Regions from separate parts of the Zea mays genome. Here region 1 is linked to region 2. Evidence: chromatin contacts called from public Hi-C data. All regions are on one chromosome and are shown on one strand. The core of a region is the stretch at or near the end of the contact, and the rest is flanking DNA. Distances in the headings are between cores, read along the strand shown. Region 1 holds the start of LOC100383271. Region 2 holds the start of LOC100281635 (RING-H2 finger protein ATL2K).

Evidence for each region. Hi-C and Micro-C count contacts between places; a contact is called where the count stands out from the background.
Region 1: a contact with region 2 is called in a Hi-C map of leaf, with 4 times the contacts expected there. The contact joins the promoter of LOC100383271 here to the promoter of LOC100281635 in region 2. A contact is called at or near these places in 16 of 25 Hi-C or Micro-C datasets (bundle sheath, ear, endosperm and 5 more) and 1 of 3 datasets of contacts at active chromatin or transcription factors (leaf).

The regions. Positions count from the first base shown.
Region 1 is chr3:201,503,366-201,508,542 of Zm-B73-REFERENCE-NAM-5.0, forward strand. LOC100383271 reads left to right here and starts at 2,792. Exons shown (of 15, transcript NM_001361982.1): 1 at 2,792-2,928; 2 at 4,219-4,283; 3 at 4,692-4,812; 4 at 4,910-5,092. The coding sequence starts at 4,220. LOC103651196 reads right to left here and starts at 1,567. Exons shown (of 2, transcript XM_008676815.4): 1 at 1,249-1,567; 2 at 73-1,171. The coding sequence starts at 1,490. The coding sequence ends at 106.
Region 2 is chr3:201,282,138-201,287,114 of Zm-B73-REFERENCE-NAM-5.0, forward strand. It overlaps LOC100281635 (RING-H2 finger protein ATL2K), which reads right to left and starts at 1,710. Exons shown (of 1, transcript NM_001154554.2): 1 at 758-1,710. The coding sequence starts at 1,626. The coding sequence ends at 901.

The DNA.
Region 1 (5,177 bases), core at 1,542-4,041, 220 kb after region 2:
TACGGACATAGAAACCAGATACGACTATTAGTCGTGGTACACATGATTTAGTTCATACTACAAAGTAAACAACATTGTTGTACCACATATTATGGATAAAAGCCATCAACCCATGGAGCCTCGACGAGCCCAAAGGTGTTCTATGAGGTTGTGCTGCAAAGACAAGTATGTAGCCTGACATGTGATGTCCTGGTCGGGATCGTTGGGTAACTCAGAGCAGATATGATTGTTTAGCCACTCGTTGCGGACCTCAGGAATATTGTTACACACTTCAGGTGGCCCAGTGGGGCCAATGAAGTCCACATTAGCTGCACCATCTCCTTCGTCCTCGACAATCATGTTGTGCATAATAATGCAAGCAGTCATCATCTCTGCGAGGTGATGACGATCCCAACCATAAGCAGGTCCACGTAGAACAGCCCACCTAGCCTGCAAAACTCCAAATGCTCGCTCAATGTCTTTTCGACAACTCTCTTGCTTGGTTGTAAAGTGAACCTTTTTTTCCTCAAATGCGTGGCGAATTGCTTTTACAAAGGTAGGCCAATTTGGATATATGCCATCTGCTAAGTAGTATCCGAAATTGTAAGTGGTCCCATTAATAGTGAAGTGCACTGGTGGCATCGTCCCATTACGTAACGGATCAAACACAGGTGACCGATGAAGCACGTTGAGATCATTGTTGGTACCAGGCATTCCAAAGAAGGCATGCCAAATCCACAAATCGTACCCAGCGACTGCCTCTAGTATCATTGTTGGCCTCGAATTGCGCCCACAAAACTGTCCGCGCCATGCAGTAGGACAGTTGCGCCATTCCCAATGCATACAATCGATAGAGCCTAGCATACCCGGAAACCCCCTGTCGGCGTTTACACGTAGTATGCGAGCAATGTCGTCGTGGTTAGGGATACGAAGGTATCGTTCGCTAAAGGAAGAGATGATTGCGCGACAAAAACGGATAAGGCAGTCCCTAGCGGTAGTCTGTCCAATCTGTATGTACTCATCTACCGCATCGGTTGGTAACCCGTACGCAAGGATACGCAATGCAGCACAAACTTTTTGCAATGGACCAAGCCGTGCTAAACCAGTTGCATCACATCGAATAGTGAAGTATTCGTCTTCTCGCTGAACGGCATGAAGGATACGTAGGAACAAAGGACGATGCATCCGAAACCTATAAACGAAAATAAAGCAAAAAATTAACAAAACAAACCTACAAATGATAGTAAAATCATAACTTAGGAAATATACCTTCGACGAAAAACATGTGATGGATACACAGGATTAGGTCCGAAGTAGTGATGTTTGATGAGATTTTCTCCAGCAGCGTGGTCCCTATGGATAACTCGGCGAGGCAATGAGGAGCGCCTACGGCGCGTGCTCGTGTCTCCTAGTACAAGGTGCTCAACATGTTGGGAAAGCAACAAGGTATCGATCTCATCGTCGGAATCGTCGGATGACGAGGACAACACAAGGCTTTTCAATGACTCCATGACGACCTAAACTACGAGTACGTACTACGGTCTTCTGATGGAATGACGGATGATACAGAAGAGGTGAGTGTGTAGATGAGTGGAGCATGTCCCCAGGGTACCTTATTTATAGGTGCCTTCGGTGTATGAAGGAAGCCAGGCGGTCGTGGCTTCCGGTAGAAGCCAGTCGTGTCGTGCAAGCCACTTGTGTCGTGTACTAGAAGAATGAGAATTTGTATTTATAAAAATACATAAAATTGTACCGTATTTATACTAATGTATTAATAGTAATTATGAAGTTTGCTAATTACACGTGGACCAAAATACGCCCGTGTACTGTGCAAAGAATAAATAAAAATAATTTTAATATTTGATGGTAGTTGAGTTAGTTGATGAGGAAAATATAATATTGGTGTGGTGGGGTATAGAGGATTGTTATAGGGGGAACCGCTGTAGAGCGTGGAGATATAGGGGGAGAGAGATTGCTGACGTGGCACGTGAGTGAGATATAGGGGGACAAATTTAGGAGGAACCGCTGAAGACAGTCTTACACAAGTGCAGCAACACCAGATGGTGCGCGACGGTGGGTGAGGCCGGACGAACCCATGGCTCCACCGTACGCCGCTGCAGCAACCTACAGATGGAAAAGAGATACAAAATTGCATTTATGTTTAATAATAGCATTCGAACGAAGTGTGGCAAAGTAGTGAATCCTATATCTTATAATGACATAATTCTAAATTTCTCAAAATAGCATTGGACTCCATTTGCCGCCAGCCTTTCTTGTAGACCTCATGATCATCCGATCTGACCAACCCGCCCGAAAAAACCTGGCTCAACTCAATCCGACCAATGCAAAGGGCGGGTACATGTCATAAATTTTTGGGTTTTTAAATTGGTGCCCTCAGTTTTGATGGTGTGCTCACTTATATCCTTAATCGTGTTTTTTCTCAGTTGTGCCTTGTAGTGCTATAGAACAGAAGAGCACAGCTGAGCAAAAAACACGACTAAGAGTATAAGTGAACACACCACAAAAACTGAGGACACCAACTTAAAAAACCTATATTTTTACCTGCAATAATTCATGGGTGGGTACACGTACGAGCCGTGATTTTAGACCCAAAACCGATCCAACCCGAAAAAACTTGACCCAAAGTTAAAAACTCGATCTAACCACAAACAGACAGACACGAACGATCTGACCCAACCCGATATTAAACACGGATCAGGTATTCAGGTACGAGCCGTAATAAATCGCTCGTCATCCGACTCTACTTTCATTCTACTGCTTGAACAGGTCTACTTTCATTCTACTGCTATGAGTAGCAATTCCCCGCGCGCGCTCTCTCCGCCCCGGCACTAGGCCAACGGCAATCACCACTCACCAGGTGCCAAGGTGTCTTGTCGGCCCCTTCACCAAGTGTTAGTCGGGTCCTTCGCCGGCGACGGGCACCACCAGGTATGCGCACCCCCTCCCCCCTTCCAGCTGCGCGAAACCGAGCACCGAACCCTAACTCAGCCTATTTGGTATTTGTATTCGGGTCTGATCCCACCTTTTATTTTTGTGTGTGCGTGTGTGTAGTTTTTTTTTCTCTAGTCTCATCCCATGATTCGCGAATCGAGAAGGGATGATGCCATGCCATTGGTGATTTGCAATACTGTAGTCGTGTTCACGTCATAAACGATCGCTCCTTAAGGGGAGGATCGAGGGCAAACTAGAGCTGCATGGGGATGATACTGTGCAACTGTAGCACTTTACTCTTAGTCTCAGGCACCCTGCACATGCAGATGGACTTGGTTCCTGAGTCGTGAGGGACCTGCATTAGTTGAAGCGAGCGAGCTGTAAGCTGTATCCTTATGCATAGGGTGTGGGTACTCATATCATGGTTGTTGTCTATGCATTTCATGATTAATGCAAGTTGTGTGATAATGATTTGTGTGTTGTGTATGTCAATAGTTTTGCATAAATGCTGTTAAAATTTTGCAAAATTTGTCAAAATTTGCAACATTTAAAATACATGCAGCCACTTGTGTTAAATGTTGTTGCCAAAATCCTTGTCAAATCTGCAAAAATAATGTCAAAACCTTTGAATCCAAACATGGGTAAAAGTAAAATCACAAAGAACCAACAAAAGCGAGGGCAAATCTGCAAGGGCAAAATTGTTATCTCACGTCAGGATTAACACTGTTATAATGACTTAACAGAATAGGGGCAAAGTCTTGCTTCGATTTGAAATAACAGGGGCAAAAACACAAAGTTCAAAAAATAGGTTCAAAATCACCACAAACCCTAAAACCGGGGGTATGAATGTCAAATAACCTAAAATTTTTTAAGGTGCATTGTTCCTCTCATTGTTGTGCCACTTACATAAATGTTTAGACTTAGTTATTGGATGGTATGAATTGAATACAAGCAACATCTCTAAGAGAGGGAAGCAGGTGATCCAAACTATTTGCGACTAGTAGATAAGCTATTCTGCTTGTGTTTTTTGTTCTGTTTGGTAAGACATGTTTTATTCATCATCACTAAGATGATTTTCCTCCCCACTTCTGGATTAGTTTAGTATCAACACAGGGGCTGTGCGTGGTACTTTCCTGTATCCGTTGATTTGGTAATGTAAAAATATCTGTTGTAACACAATTATCTTGTATTTGTATACACAATTATATTGTATTTAATTATATTAATTTGATGGTTTCTAACGTATTACCCCCTTTTTCCTTGAATGTGGTCTGAGTTTGTTGACAGTATGGACGAATCACGAAAAAGAGCTGTCTCTACTGCAAATGGTAAAAATATAAGTTCATCCCTTGGTATGTTCTCTTGTGAGCTGTCAGTACTCGTCTACTTGATCATCTCAGGCCCTTATTCCTTATTTATATGCTCTGCATGGACTAAAATTCACTATACTACTAAAATGGAGACCTCTCGTTGGAAACTACCAAGGGCCATGTTCATCATATTTGGCCCTTACTAGTACTACCTCCGATACCATGTTAGGAGAATGAAAACCCTAAACCTAACTAGGGTTGGGCTGCTATATTAATAGATAGTATCATAGTATATAAGTTAGGCCTAAGCCCATTACAGTTAAGACACACACACATGTCTAACACTACCTTCGGAAAGTGATGCTTGAACAGCATCCACATTTTTTTGCTATGAATTGATGGAATTTTCTTTCTAATTTGACCTGACATATGCTTATTATATGTTGGCAGATGAAGACTTTGGAAATGACTTCCTTTCATCTTGGAAGTTACCAAAATCAGGAAAAGACACGATTGACTTCAGTGTTGACTCAGTTCCCAAGAGTAGCAAGAAATTCAGCTTTGACAACCTGTGAGCTAATCCCTTGAAAGGCTTGAATCCATCAACTTTTGATGCCATCAACTGCTTCTTGTTCATGATGGTTCTAACAAATCATTCCTTTGACCAGAGATGATTTTGGGCTTAATGGAGCCTTTGACAAATTACCGTCCTTTCAAATGGGCATGTCTGATCTGGATTTTTCTAGCCCTGACAAGAAAAAAGTGAAGCACACCAGTTCAAATGCAGATCTTTTTGAAAAGAAAAAGGAAACTGACAAGGACAATTTCTCCTTTTCTTTTGATTTCAATGAGTAAGTTAAACCACTGATGCTAGAGGACTGAAAATTGTATGATATATTGATTGAAACTTCATGCTATTAGTTGTTCTGTTTCTGG
Region 2 (4,977 bases), core at 460-2,959:
CTAAGTGACACAACATGCCAAATTTAAGGACCACCGGTGTATTTTTACTCCTCACGTATTATTAGATACAAACATTGGTCTAAGTGTGAACTTGAACGAGAAAATCACACATGTGTACTTTGGTAGAGCCTGTGGTAGATTGTACACTCGATATATATCCATCAAGGACCAAACCTTAGGTTAGGTATCTCTCATGTCTTTTTAGCGCAACTTTTTTTTACAGCGAATACTTATCAACTGTAAGGTATCTATGTCCTTTTCAATTTAAAGGCCTACCTGCCTAGTCTTCCAAAGTAGAATGTGATAAGAGGTAGGATGCTCATGTGTGCGTGGATTTGCGTGTGTAAAAGTTTTAGCGTCTATATTGTGTTTTACAAGGGAAAAACACCTTCTAATACAGATCAGATGGGAGATTTTCTACCTGGATTAAGACTTTTGCAATATCTCGTAAAAGGAAAAGGATGGTCATGTAAAAAAAATGTTATTTTCATTACCTCAATCCTTGAGAGGGAGTCGAGTTTGAGTGACAACGTCAAGTCACAAAAATGCATATGCGCCAATTGGTGGAGTAAGAGAAAGAAAAAGGCGAGGGGGTGTTTTTTTTTTTAAAAAAAGAAAACTTAGAAGCTTCATCCATGGCTGCTAAGAATCAAAACTTGAGTGTGGACAAATGGATAAATTTAAGGATTTATAGTTCAAATCTGAACTAAATTGTAGAGATTGGAACCGCATATCGATTTATTTTCAAACGGGCCCTTGCATTCATCAAAAAAAGTTAAGAGCTCACAGCCTTGTCTTGATACTGCGCCACTCACGCAAGTGCGGGATGTACAAATGATGAGGAAAACGACCAAACTAAAAAGGCCGTCTTTTTTTTAGAGAAAAAAAATAATAGAGTAATTAATTATTCACGGCAACAGCATACTGCTGCCGTTCCAAGTCGTCCAAGTCCCCGGCGTCGGCGTAGGCGCCCTGGGGCCTTCGCGGCGCCGGCCTCTCCCTGCTCAACATCTTGATGAGCGACGCACAGGCACCGATCCCCCGGTCCGGAGTGGAGCTGCCGGCTTCCTGCTTCACAGCGTCCTGCACTTTCTCCTGCACGAACCGAGCTGAGCCCACCGCCGTCGGCGGCGGCGGCTCCACCTCGGCGCGGCAGACCGGGCACGACGAGCTCGACGCGAGCCAAGTGTCGACGCAGGGGACGTGGAACACGTGGCCGCAGGCCGGAAGCGCGCGCACGACCTCGCCGTCCTGCACGGCGCCGAGGCAGATGGTGCACTCGTCGGAGCCGGCGCCCGCCTCGGCCGCGTCGTTCCTGTAGAGGGTGGTCGGCAGCGCCGCGATGGCCGCGGGATCCAGCCCGCCCTTGGGGGCCGGCGCCGCGGCCGTGGTCGGCAGCGCGGCGGCTATGGCGGCCGCGCGGCGCCGGTTGCGGCGGCGGACGTGGCAGACGTAGAGGTGGAGGAAGAGGGCGAGGCCGAGCACGGACACGAACGCGGCCACCGCGGTGGTGATGAGCCGCACGTTGTGGCCCGTCCCCGCCGCCGCCGCCGGTGCCCGGGCGCCGCTGCCGAACCACGCGGACCCCGGGTCGCTCGCCTTCATCGTCGTCGTCGTCGTCGACATGGTGTCGCAGGTATGTGCGCGCTCCGTCCTAGGCGTGTCGCTCGGTTGGTTGGTGAGTGAGAACACTGGGTGGCGCGGTTTGGTGGGCGTGGTTAGCAGCAGACCCGCCTGCTCTTATAAGCTTTAAGCTGCCCCGCCTGCGCCCGCGCGCCGCTAATGATCTGTGACGGGATTGTTTAGTGGCTTGCTTATAGGGATGAAAACGGGACGGATACAGCCGGATACAGGGTCATCCCATATCCTACCCTAATGTATTTCTCTCGGATACGGGACCGGATACGGGTAGTTAAGATTCGGGACGGATACAGGACGGGACCGGGTAATAATCCGGACGGGTAAGAAACGGATAACGGATACTACTCGGGTAGGTACCGGATAATTGTCGGGTAGTTCATCTGATGATATTAATTGTCCAACCATCCATAAGTTAAGAAATACATAATCATGTATATGATAGATCAGATGTAAGAAAGAAAACCGGTAAAATTGACATCATGTAGTTCAAAGTTGCTTATCACAAGGACATTGTAGAACCAACACCGCAATATTTAAAATTCATAAATATTCTAGTTTCACTAAAAAATTGCAAATAAGTTACAAAAACTAATAAACATTTTATATAAAGATAACTCAAGTCCTCGTATGAAAATGATAAAGTGAAGTACTGATTATGTTGAAACTTGGATACTTACACTAATTTCACATGTAACTCATACAAATAAGTGAAAGTGAAAGGAAAGAAACGTGGATATCTTATAGATCTTATGATCCAAACATTTTTTATGGTTACATATGGACATATGTTGTATCTCCGTAAAATTTCACAATTTTTTGAGGCTATTTATGTATTATTAATTTCTTGTCATAGAAAATCATCAAAATACAATTAAATCATTAAAATATTGTTTAAACAAAAAATTGTTGTATTACAAAGTCATAGATCTCTTCAAGCTCTACAATTTTCATATAAACTTTATCTTCATCCGATTTCATATGTAAAAGTTATGATTTTATAACTATATTATGCAGAAAAAGAAAAAACGGGTACCCGAATTCCGGGTACCCGTATCCGACCCGGGATTTTCGGGTACTGACCGGGTATTAGTGATTCCGTATCCTACCCGTATCCGAGGTTCAATATCCGGGTAATACCCGTATCCGTCCCGACAAACAAAATACCCGTATCCGTACCCGAAATTACGTCCCGTTTTGGTACCCGTATCCGATACCCGTTCCGGGTACCCGTCCCGTTTTCATCCCTACTTGCTTAGGCGCATAGGTTTCAGACGTGCCCGACTGGGGCCTGCTGCCTGGGCCGTGGACGGTGGGTGGGTGCGTAGTGGGCAGGCAGCACAGCAGCGAACCGAGTGCTGGATTCGGATGTCTGTCAAGTCACGTGTCGTGGGGCAACGTTTGGTGCCGGAAAGCGGTGCGGCCGTGCGGGTATTTGAAATTCCGACGTGGCCATTGGCGTTGACGTGACGCTGTGACGTGACTGCGACGCGAATCGCGCCCAAGAACTTGCTTAGCCTCGGAGGTAAAGGTTGAGGACAGGAGCCAGAAAGGGTTCGCCGATGGAGGCAGGCAGGGGGGGACGGACCGCGCGCGACGCTGATATGATACGGTGGTTTCGAGCACTACAATGGCCGCGGAGCTGGCAGCAGCTCCATGCCGCGGTCGGCCACGCCGGCCGGTGGCGCGCGTCGTGTTTGGACAGATAGGGATGGGATGGGAGGAGAGTCTGTGCCAACTGCCAATACTCGTGTGCTGCATGCATGGGCCGGGTGACAAGCCATGACACTCGGCAGCGTGCCGGTCGGTCGGTTACTGAGGACTCACCGGCCGTCGTGCTGGTGATTGCTCGCCATCGATCGACGACACTGACCGGTGTAACTACAGTGCAAAACCCGAGTGCGTAGCTAAAGGCCGGCCGGTTGTCACACCTGTTCTGGACACACATGTGACGTATCCAGTTCTCGTCCAGCTGGCTTTCTCGACTCTAGAGCAACGGGGACAAGGCCCTTCCCTGATCCGCTTGGAGCCGTTCTTGTCAAGAGTTGTTTGTTCCTCGCTCGATCTTCGTTCTACCAACGGAAGGATTCTTGTTCTCTCTCGTGCGCTCCATCATGGTATATGGTTGGCCCATGACTAATCATGTCATGATTTGGGCCTGTAGTAGCTATAGTAAACCCGCTACTTCCATGGCGCCAGAGCTTCCGCTAGAACGAAGTACTGGGCCAGAGTTCGAGTGCGAAAGAATTTACTGGGCCCGAAGTGGAGTCTCCAATAACTGGGCCGGGCTCCCATGGCGTTGGTTTTTCTTTTGCGGTGACTAGGGGGAAAAAAAAGCATTCGCGGGAATCTGGCTCGCGTACGGTGCCAAGGCCACTTCGCTATTGATTGAAGATGTGTCACACGCAGCATGCATCCCATGATCGGAGAGGGAGACACAGACACGACACAGCCGGCAGTGGTCACCCACCTTTGGCGCCCAGCATCCGTCGATATCAACGTGCGCTGGCTGTAGTGGTAGTGGGGGGGGGGGGGGGGGGGGGGGGGGGGGGGGGGGGAGGGGATTCGCAAAGCCGAATATGCCCCTCCTCCCTCCCCCGCTCCCTGATAAGCAGCCTGCCGAATCATCGAAAGATCTCCAATCCGTCGATGCGCTCCTGATATTGCCGAATCGACGCATACTACTTCATACATACATACACCGACCGACTGAAGGGAGATGCGGGTTATTCCTTGGAAAACTGAAAGCACAGCGCGCGAGGCCCGGCGATCGACAGCCGCACCGGTCGACGACCAGATGGGAAAGCGCCACCGGGTCGGCCGGCACTGTGCTCGCGAAAAAAAGCTGTATGGGGACGTCGACGTTCTCGGCATGGGCGCGCGTACGGCAGCGGCGCCTGTGCGAGAGCTACGTGGACGGCAGGACCGGCAAAGCGATTCCGCCGGACGAGATGCCGTTGCGACGGAAGAGAGAGATAGAGATAGAGCGGGTTGCAGCCTTGCTAGCAGAGCCCCAGCCAGTACCTTTTGGCGAGCCGCGAGCCCTTCAAAGTCGTAACGGCATCTCTCTCCATATTGCCGGCCTAACAGGAGAGAGACTACACAAAACATAGTATGTTTTAGCTAGCTAGCCTAGCTGGGTAGCGTCTCCTTATCCGTCCATCTTCACTTTCTATCCCAGTTTTCTTGTCCATGAGCACTTGTAATAATCCAGCTTCTCCATACAATCTGGCTACACAAAACAATTTCAGCTTGCTATCCCAGTTTTCTTGTACAACGGTCACCCCTGTATCTTATACCCTCACTTCTTCCGTCCGTCTTCACTTCACTTATAATGAC